2 separate regions of the Capsicum annuum genome follow, and region 2 is linked to region 1. Evidence: chromatin contacts called from public Hi-C data. All regions are on one chromosome and are shown on one strand. Each heading gives the region's core, a stretch centred on a gene start, on an enhancer-like site or on the middle of the called end of the contact. The rest is flanking DNA. Distances are from core to core; before and after follow the strand shown.

What was found. A called contact is a pair of places that touch in the nucleus more often than the background predicts.
Region 2: a contact with region 1 is called in a Hi-C map of leaf, with 2.8 times the contacts expected there. The contact joins two enhancer-like sites. A contact is called at or near these places in 2 of 5 Hi-C or Micro-C datasets (bud and leaf).

Annotation. Positions count from the first base shown.
Region 1 is chr6:164,669,891-164,674,698 of UCD10Xv1.1, reverse strand. LOC107873055 (E3 ubiquitin-protein ligase Topors) reads right to left here. Exons shown (of 5, transcript XM_047414942.1): 4 at 4,531-4,766. Among protein-coding and RNA genes, the nearest start is that of LOC107873055, 4.5 kb to the right of the region's middle. Within about 2 kb of position 2,063, at least 2 of the 5 cell types and tissues checked have an H3K27ac peak or open chromatin away from gene starts, as enhancers often do. A contact at or near this core is called in leaf, where this site is marked.
Region 2 is chr6:164,880,417-164,885,614 of UCD10Xv1.1, reverse strand. It overlaps the pseudogene LOC107874121. Among protein-coding and RNA genes, the nearest start is that of LOC107874939, 25 kb to the left of the region's middle. Within about 2 kb of position 3,719, at least 1 of the 5 cell types and tissues checked has an H3K27ac peak or open chromatin away from gene starts, as enhancers often do. A contact at or near this core is called in leaf, where this site is marked.

The DNA.
Region 1 (4,808 bases), core at 814-3,313:
TTTATTAAAGATTCGATATTTCTAGACCAAGAGCTTCAAGAGTCTACCTTCAAGAACACCATTGAAGATTCAAAAGTTCAAGCTTTTAACATTCAAAGCATCATAGGAATCCAAGATTCAAGCTTTCTCATCTAAGATCGTTAATTAAGGTATGTGGGGTTTCAACTAGGACAAATCATTTCGTTCTTGTGCCCAAAATTTGTTTAACTTATAAATTACTGAGTTTTGTGAGAATTTTCATGAAATTGAAGTTAGGGTTTATACCTAATTTATATTGTTTGAAGATTATGAGTTTACAAGTGATTGAATATTGAATTGCATAACTATTTTCATGTATTTATGTGCGTAATGCAATTTTTCAGATTTTCAAAAATGAATTTAAGAATGATATTAAGATTCTTGATCTTATTATTTTGATGATGTTAAAGTATTTTCAAGAAGCATATTGAACATGATGTTTTGCCATGATTTTGAATGTTTATACATTAGTTCTAAATTGGGATTCACACTCATTATCACCATTTACAAGATTATGAGCTTTTGAGGGATTTTGAAGATAAATTTTATGATTTGATTTATATTTTCATGCACATTGCTGAAATTTTTAGATTTTAAGGTGATTTACGAATGTCTATGTTACCAAGCATGAATTTTGAGATGCTTTGACATGAGTTTGAAGCATGGGCTTTAAGCCCTAAGATTTAGTTTTGATATTTCAAGAAGCTATTCTTTTAGCATGCTTTGATAAGCTAAATTTGATCTTTTGATCCTAAGCTAAGATATGGAATCCACATTATTCATATAGTTCATGATTTAAAGCAAAGAGAAGAGCAATTGATTTTTATTATAAACTCTTATGCTATTTTAAGGTGGATTTTCTAAAAGTCCTGAGCAATAAGTATGGGAGTAGTATTTAGCACCGAGTTGGGTATGATTCCAAGGTCTCATGCCTCAGAACTACATGCCACCGTAGGTTTATGATTGCAGATAGTGGGGCTAAGATAATGATCACTTAAGATAAGGTTCTATTCCGATGGCAAGGGTAGAACAACTCTCCCCAACGTGGGTAAGACGTTGGACTCCATGAAGAATGCTCACATGGTTTATGTCGATAGAAGAAACTCCCAAAGATGTCCCCCCACTCTTAAAACAGTTTACTGATTTAACGTATTGAGATAAAGTATTTACTACGCAGAAAGAGTTTCAGATTTCATTTAGCTAACAGGATTTGAGAACAAAAAAGAGAATACAGATTCTAGAACTAAGTGTAATGACTCACGAGATTTATACTACATGCTTTACTATTCATAATTTATGAGCTTTAGATTTCAGATTTACTCAAGCTATGTGAGTCGTTGACATTTAGCATGCATTGTTTTATAAATTATGATGATTATAAGATATTGTTTTACTTATTGCATTTCGCCCCCATATGCTCAGTACATCCTCAAAGTACTAATCCACATATACATCTTGCTACATTATCTCATAATGTAGGTACAAGTTATAGTATGTGCAATCACCAGGCAATTGCAAATTCCAGCCAGCAGATGATGAGTCCTCCTATTTCGGGGACTTCAGTTAGGTTTACTATTGTTCTTTACTTTCTTATTCTTATATATTGATTTGTGATAGTTGGGGTCGCGTCCTAGCTATCTATAATCAGTATTAATAGAGGTTTCATAGACAGTTAGTAGAGTTAATGTATTCAGTTTCAGTTTCCTTTGTAAAAGCAGAGTTGTAATCATGTGAATTCAGTTTTGTATCGATCAGATTCAAAAAAGATGTATCTCCCGCTTATTTTGTGCAGATTTATCTATCTTATTTAGTTGTTCATGAGTTGTGCCAGTATAAGGGTTAGCTTGGGATCACTTGTGGTCCTAAGCACCGTGTGACGTCTCGGGACAAATTTTTGGGGCGTTACGCAAATACTCATGTTTTCCTGTGTCTTGGACTACACAAAAAATTCTGCAGAACAGATGTTATTCCTGCCTAGACAGACCAAGGGACTGACTCCATGCTTATCCATGACTAGCATGCATAGTGGGCTCTTAGACCCATTTAACTGGCTGTTGAAGAAGAAAAACTGGTGGCTTGCTCTTCCATTCACAGCAAAAATTCAGATTCCAACAACATCCTCATAGCCATCCATGATCATCTGACTAAGCTGGATCATAACCCGATCTTACCGTCTCTCAATCCATTGCTACCCCAGGATTGTAGCCAACATATTAACGATTGGTACTAGTAGATTAATCCAAGGAGGTGTACTCCACCAATGTATCATAAGTTTGCATAGAGAATGGGCTCTCGGCAAAGCACCTACAATGAACATTATTTTGGTCAAAGAATGTGGTATGACCAACAACGTCTTTTTTTTTTGTTTTGTTTTTTTGGGAAGGGGTGGAGGGGGGAGGAAGGACTCAAACTTTATACATACAAATTTTTTACTTGAGAAAAGAAGAAGAATGAAACCAAAACCAAAAGACAGGAAAAAGAACATTAACTGATGAAAATAGCTATAGAAAGCAACAATCAAAAATAGAGGATATCATCTCAAACGAACATCTATTCACTGTTCTACTATTGTTACAATTGCAGCTCAGGCAGTTAGTTCCAAACCAGGATAGCAATTTCAAATTCTAAATAAATCCCTGGTAAATATGGGACTGCCGGTCTTTAACCAGGAAGGACTGTTTATTTAGAGCGCTTGCCCATAAAAGTTCTAGCAAAAATAGTTTTGACGGATAAACCTTGATGAACCAGCTCCCTTTCTGTCTAGGAGATGAATTCAATGCAACGAGTTACACACCAGCACGGCAAACAAAACTTTCCATTAGTCAACTAGATTATATCCTAAGCCTCTTGCCTGTGGCGGCAATAAGTGAACTATAGATTCCATGAACTAATTTCTATAATAACAACATAGCCAGCCTATTCCCACAAAGTGGGGTTTGGTGAGGTAAAGTGTACAAAGTCATACCACTACCACAGAGAGGTTGTTTCCAATAGACCCTCGACTCATGACAAATAACAGTATAACAAGCAGAAAACATAAAAACAAACCACAAATGGGGTAACACACCAATAGATAGTAAAAGAAACAAGACCTTCACAAAGTAATACTATGAACTATCTATCCGAAATCACAAACATCACCAAAATACCACGAATAAAAAACTACAATACACATGCATAACCCTATAACCACGGGTATCGACAAACAAAGCACTCCTCCCTACTAGTAAGGACGCACTCCTACCCACTAACCCTCTACCCTAATCCGCGTCCTCCACACCTTATCAAGGGTCATGTCCTCTGTAAGTTGTAACTGCTCCATGTCTTGCCTAATTACTTCCCTCCAATATTTCTTCGACCTAATTCTACCCCGTGTAAAATCATCCATAGCGAGCCTCTCACACCTCCATACTGGGATATCTGTGCACCACGTCACATTCCCAAACCATTTCAATCGAACTTCCCGCATCTTGTCTTTCACCGAAGCCACTCTCACTTTCTCTCGAATAATCTCATTTCTAACCTTATCCCTCCAGATAAGTCCGAACATCCATCTCAACATCCTCATCTCTACCACCTTCAACATTTGGATTGGGAGTTCTTAACGGCCAATACTCTGCTCCGAACCACCATTATAGAAAAAACTGAAATTAATCCATTTTCAAAAAAAGTCTGATTTAATTTAGAAGTTTCTTTTTCCAAACAACATCAAACTCAGAATTGTTTCCTTTAATCACTGTGACATAATGAAGTTTCAGTCATCCCTATTCTCAGATTTAGTTGCGAAAGTGAGATATCTCATGGGTGCTGCTCAGAAAGATGAGATTAAGCAGAAAAGATAAATTTCTGCTTACTCTCAATGTGAACTCTTCATAAGTATAGTTATCAAAGAGGTTCCAAGGCTGCTTTTTGAGGGCACAAAGGTGATACCCTTTCCTATATGCCAATCAATTTACTAGGGATAAGATGTTTCCCTCTGCTAGGGATAAGATGTTTCCCTCCAAAGATTGACTGCGGTCTTGATACTTGGCCTTGAATAGAGAAGTATCTCTTCAACAAAATATTGATCGTGTTATTGGAACATAGCAATTAAGTTAGTTAGTTTTTGATTATTTTTTACAAATGGTGGAGACATGTTGTTCAACACTAATACTTGGTATAGAATGGAATAGAAAATACGAAATTTCATTGCTATTATAGTCATGCAATTAGTTGGTTAGTGAACACCCAATGGCAGGGCAGAACAAATATTTAGCTGCGGATTCAACTAAACCCAATACTTCTGACGCAGAACGTAAATTTATGTGTGAAAATTTATTATCATTGTAACAACTAGTAGGTCTAAAACTCATAGTTCTAAAAAGAAGATGGGTCCAATGCTAAGAATCTTAAAGGTTAAAACCATAGAGTTTAAATCCTAAATCCCCTCTACTCAATGCTATAAAGTATTAAAGTTATAAGTGAAGTATACCATTGTAAAGCAAAGACTTATAGAAGTATAATGAGAGATACCGTAGTTCATGCCAAAACATTTCTGCACGTCCATGCAAGAAGGGCCGCAACGGAGCAAGAAAATCATCTCCCGCGCACCGCTGTGTTGAATGTGTATTTTCAGAGATAAAAAGTGAGGTAGCAACATGGACAATAATGGATGGATCTGGATCCCCAAGTATAGCCTGCAGCTCCCTTCTTATCCAAGGTTCTACTCTCTGTAGCATCTTTTCTTTGGTACTCCTATTCTCCATGTGCTATAAATTAAAATACAGTAAAGATCAGAATCAACTTTAGTC
Region 2 (5,198 bases), core at 2,470-4,969, 210 kb before region 1:
GATGACCGAAAGGTATCCGTGGGTAATTATTTCTATAATTTAACACTTTATAGATAAATAGTGCATTGCAAGAAAGTTCTATAATAACAGCGGCAAGAAACTCTTATAATATACATACCGAAGAAGGTGTTCAATCCGACATGGGAACCATTTTAGGAGGGAAAAGAATAAGACCATATGTGCAGGATGATAGGAACCTGAAAGCAGAGTAAGCCTTACAATTGGTCAGTTGCCAACAACCATTCCATATTGTTCAATTGAATGAACAAAAGAAGATTGTAGTGAAGGATAAGTGGCTATTGGGGGAATAGCCGCTGGCAAAGGAAAAGGTTCCTTATGAGAAATGGAAGAGATCCAGCTACTGATGGCACTTGCACACCAGCTGGCAGTGGATGATGAAATTTACAGGTGATGCCATATTTACACTGCTCCATTTTTATATAGTACGAACATTTTCTTTCATTCTGTAAAACGAACACAAATGAGTCAAATCGGAAAAATAATTTAATGGTAAAACTTTTTAGAGAGGAAAAGGAATGAAAACGCAAACGAATGGAGAAAAGAAGGCAGACCGGTCGCAACGGGTAACCATGAATATTATGTATCACTAGGCTTGGAGATCCCTCTCCCTGTCTTGGATGGTGATATTTGCTGGAAGCGGGAAGTTTACACATCCCCGTCTTCATATAGTACTGTAAATCATAACTAGCATTGTGACAGTAGTGAACAGTATATACTCATACATGAAAGTTTTGCAAGAATTCTAGAAGCATGACAAATAGCCATCTAACTTTACTGTAAGTTTGACTAGTTTCTACGTTAACTACATGGTCCAGCAATTGATTCATCTTTTGATTTCCTTCTCTATTCTAAATAGTTGTTTCTTACCGAGGCATAGTGATTTTTAATAGAGTGAATTTTGTGCTTTAATAATAACTGTGCTCAAACTGGAAGATCATTTTTTTCGGTTCTTTCTATTGTTCTTAGGGTGCACCAATTTGCTCTCACTACTCACTAATTGGAATATGCAAATTTGCACCTTCTTGCAAGTTTGACCATCCACTGGGAAAAAGTTACAGTCCCTCGGCATCTTCTCTTGGTGATATGCCCGTTGCTCCTTACCCTGTTGGTACTTTGGCTCCATCTTCCTCTTCCTCAGACTTTAGATGAACTTGTTTCTGGATCCAGCAAGGAAGTCTTTTCTACCCTAGTATCTTCTATGAGCACTGCAAATGGTCCAGTTGGTTCAATGTTCTCAAAAGGTGATCCTGTTTCTCATTCTGGTGTTCAACAGAGTTGTACCTCTTCTAGTGTTAGCAGGAGTACAGGCCACCTAGGTTAGTCCCACACATCAAGTTGAGAGAAAATATTGAGTGATCAAATTTTTCTATTGCTCAATGATCATAAATGCAGATCCCAATTTTGGTGCTAGTCCTTGTTATGATGCTTTTGTTTTAGTCATCTTGGTCCTTCCATTCACTTCTACCACACAGTAGTTATGTCTTTCTCTGTTCATAAAATTACCATACGGGTGTTTCTGAATAGCAAGTAACAAAAACCGCCTTCCACATTAGATATCATTGGGAATTATGCCAACATCTTGGACATTATTGTCCTTATAATTCCTTCTATGTCCTTCTCGGGCTATCTTTACGCCAGTCTTGTTTGTTCCCTTATTACGAATGATGAATACCTTGGTCTCCTTGTTTCGATCTGGGACTTTCTTGTAAAGAAAATAGTTGATTGACAGATGTCAAGCAAGGCAATGTTTTGTGAGTCCGGAGCCAAAATGATAACTTTTTTAAACAAAAATTCCAAAAGGAAGCTTATTTCTGAAAGAGAACAAATGGGTAAAAGCATGGGGCGATCCACGATTTAGTTCTTCCGTTTAACAGCAGCCGTTAGACAACTTTTTTTTTTTAAATTTTCTTTACTAAGGCATGCAGCTCCACACGATTGAGTCAAAATATTTTGATTTAAGTCGTAAGAAGCCACACGCCTTGATGGGGAAATTTATTCTTCCCAATTGATTTGAATGAAGATTGCAAGTCGTGTACCAGCACACGACTAGGTAGATGAATCAGGCGTTCTGTTTTTCTTGTATTGACCTCGTTCATTCCCTGCGTCTTTGCAATTAGAATACGGACCCCCAAATATGATCCTTTTGTGGTTAATAGTTCTAACCAGAACTGCTGTCTGTAAATGCTTGTCTAGTTTGACGTGTAGGCCATGAAGCATGAGCAAATTCTTCTTTCCTAGTAAGGCCTGCAAACAATAGAATAAGTTCAATAAATTAATTTTATTTTTCTGTTCTCTCATAGTGATGTTTAGTTATTCACTAATTTATTAAGGTAAATCCAATGCTGCTAATTATCCTCAAGTCTTATCATTATGCGTATGGCAACTGCCGCAGATAACAACATAAGATTGGGTTGGATCCTCTCCAACAAGAAATGCTGCAATTCGTCCAAGCCATCCCTCGTCTTGTGTGCTCAAACCTGTAGGATTGTAATGCTCGATAATCATTTGCTGATGTTGGTTCATACTAGAGCCTTCAAGTTGTACCACACGAAGCATTTCTCCTTTGGAATGATCCAATACAATACTGTCTGCGCTACCAGATCTGGCTTGCTTTCTATTTCTCAGTCCAGTGGACTGCACAATTTCTACATCATTGCTCTTTCCAATAGGGGCATTAAGCTTAGACTCATCTCCCAAATAAACTTTTAAGCCAGTATTTGCAGCAAGCTTGCACGCAAGCACAGAGGCTGCGGCTGAAAGGTCAGAGGCTCATACCTCTGGATAAAGGATTGAAAAATGAAATACGTGCATCTCATACCAACATTGAACAAAGACGTGCTTTATAGCGGCGACAAAGACTGGAGAGTGATAAACAGTAGTAAGCATGTCTTCCCTAATGCACCTACATGGTTAACTTATACGTAAAGAGCTTATCATAAAGCCCAAAAACACGTGTATTGCCATCAGCTGAATGAGCTGCCTAATGCAATTGAATGGAAAATCATCTGTGAAGAGCTCAGCAGAAACCCTGAAGCTTGCATTTTGCTATCTCACCTGAATGAGCTGATGCGTTGTATAGTAATTTGTCTTCTCTTTGAGTTCATCAATCTTTGCTTGCCTTTCAGCTCGAAGCCTTTCCAAAGTTTTCTGATCCTTGCGTTCATCTGCAAGGACACGTGTGAAGGATTTAAAATTGAAAATCAAAGAAAGGATTGTTCATTCCAAGGCAAAACCATCAGTAGTGTGAATACTCAGCAACTTTAGAAGCAATGTTTTCAATGAATATCGTTTGAGGTGGATCAAAATGACTAAGTTGAAGACCTTTGGCATTCATGGAGTTTTCACACATTCATCAAATTGCCAAAACGAAGTTACTCTTAACAATTTGATCTAACATATTCAAAAGACACAGAAAGGAGAATCTCAATGTTGAGGAATTGGAACTTATTGTAGTAAGCAGGGATTTGTCCTGATCTTCTACAACCTTTTCACTCCTAATTTTCCTGAGAAGAAAATGCAAACTAGAGTTATATCACCTTATACCGCCACTAAGTTTCACTTAAAAGTCCATGGTCTTTTTTCTTCACTTAAAAAGTCCATGGTCTTTTTTCTATCTTCTCATACCCGCTGAACTGCTATTTGCCAAACGAGAAGTAACAAAACTTTTCAGTCTTTTTCTTAAACTGGTAATGTCTATTCCTCAGCATTAAGGAGATGCTGGAGACCACCGCAAAATTATTACAATCAATCTAGATTACCTACTGAGAACCTAAAAGATCAACCAACTATTCAACTTTTCCTGTCTTCCCAACATATCTAGCCATAGTCCATCTAATCAAATAAATATCGCATCCGTAGGCTGATTTTTTTGAATAGGTTAAAATTTGGGAAAAGGACATGGGGTGGCTATTTTTACAAAAAATGGACACAATTTGAAAAGATGGACAAATGTAACTTATCGGCTAAATTTAATTCCTTTTTTAGCCATTTGGCCCAATTGGGCACATGCAGTTTCTACACTCAATTGATACACTTTTATACCAAATTGATACACTTTTATATTATATTGATACGCTTTTTAAAAAAGAGAAAGGAAATTCTATTGAAGCACATGCAATCCCTATACCCAATTGGTACTCTTTTATACCATATTAATACACTTTTATACTACATTGATACACTTTTATACTACATTAATATACTTTGATACTGCATTGATACACTTTTATACTAGATTGATACACTTTTATATCACGTTGATACAATATATATACCATATAAATACATCTTTTACAGAGAAAATCTGTGCAAGCATGTATAGTAATTCGTTATTCATGAATTTGTTAACTTCACCTAAATTTTTGTGAAAATTTGTACAAGCATATACAAAATTTATTAAACCCTGTACCTTTACTGTCCAAACATTCCTTAATTTTTTTGATTAAAAAGCGAGAGATAGCAAAAAAAAAAAAGTCAAAGTGTCACTATAGTGTTAACTCATATGAAAAGAGATAGAATAATTATGGGTGGACTTGTATTTCATGTTTTTATTTTCGTGATCGCATCTGAAAAAATAAATGGGTGGACAGAGTGGACTTTTTTCAAAAAAATAAAATAAATTAACAACATTAAAAGAATAAAATAGTGAAAATCAAGCAAAAAAAAAAGTACGAAGAAAGAGAACGTAACATGTAAAATAATTGACATTAAAAATTAAATAATAAATAAAGAAAAGACTAAAAAAAAGGGGTAGTAGCAACAGAAAAACCTAAATGGCTATCTATTGGAATTGCCAAATCAATGGCTATATCAGTGGAAATATTTGGGCGAGCTGACATTTGTATCCTTTCCCCTAAAAACTTTTCATAGGGATCTCACTCCTTGCACTACAAAACATTACATACTTGGGGCAGGGGTGGGCGTTCGGCATTCAGTTTGGCATTTTCAAATTTTGGGTTCGTTAATCGATATTTGAAAGTAGATACCACATACCATACTTATAAACATCGGTTCGATAATTCAGTAATCGGTAAATTAAACTTCGGTTCGGTACGATTTTTGGTAGTACCATATTAAAGTTGAAAATGTCCACATGTACATCTAAACTTCAAAGAGTATATCTAATATAAACTCTATTTAGTATTCCTTTTGTTACTTTTTACGAATATATAACCAAG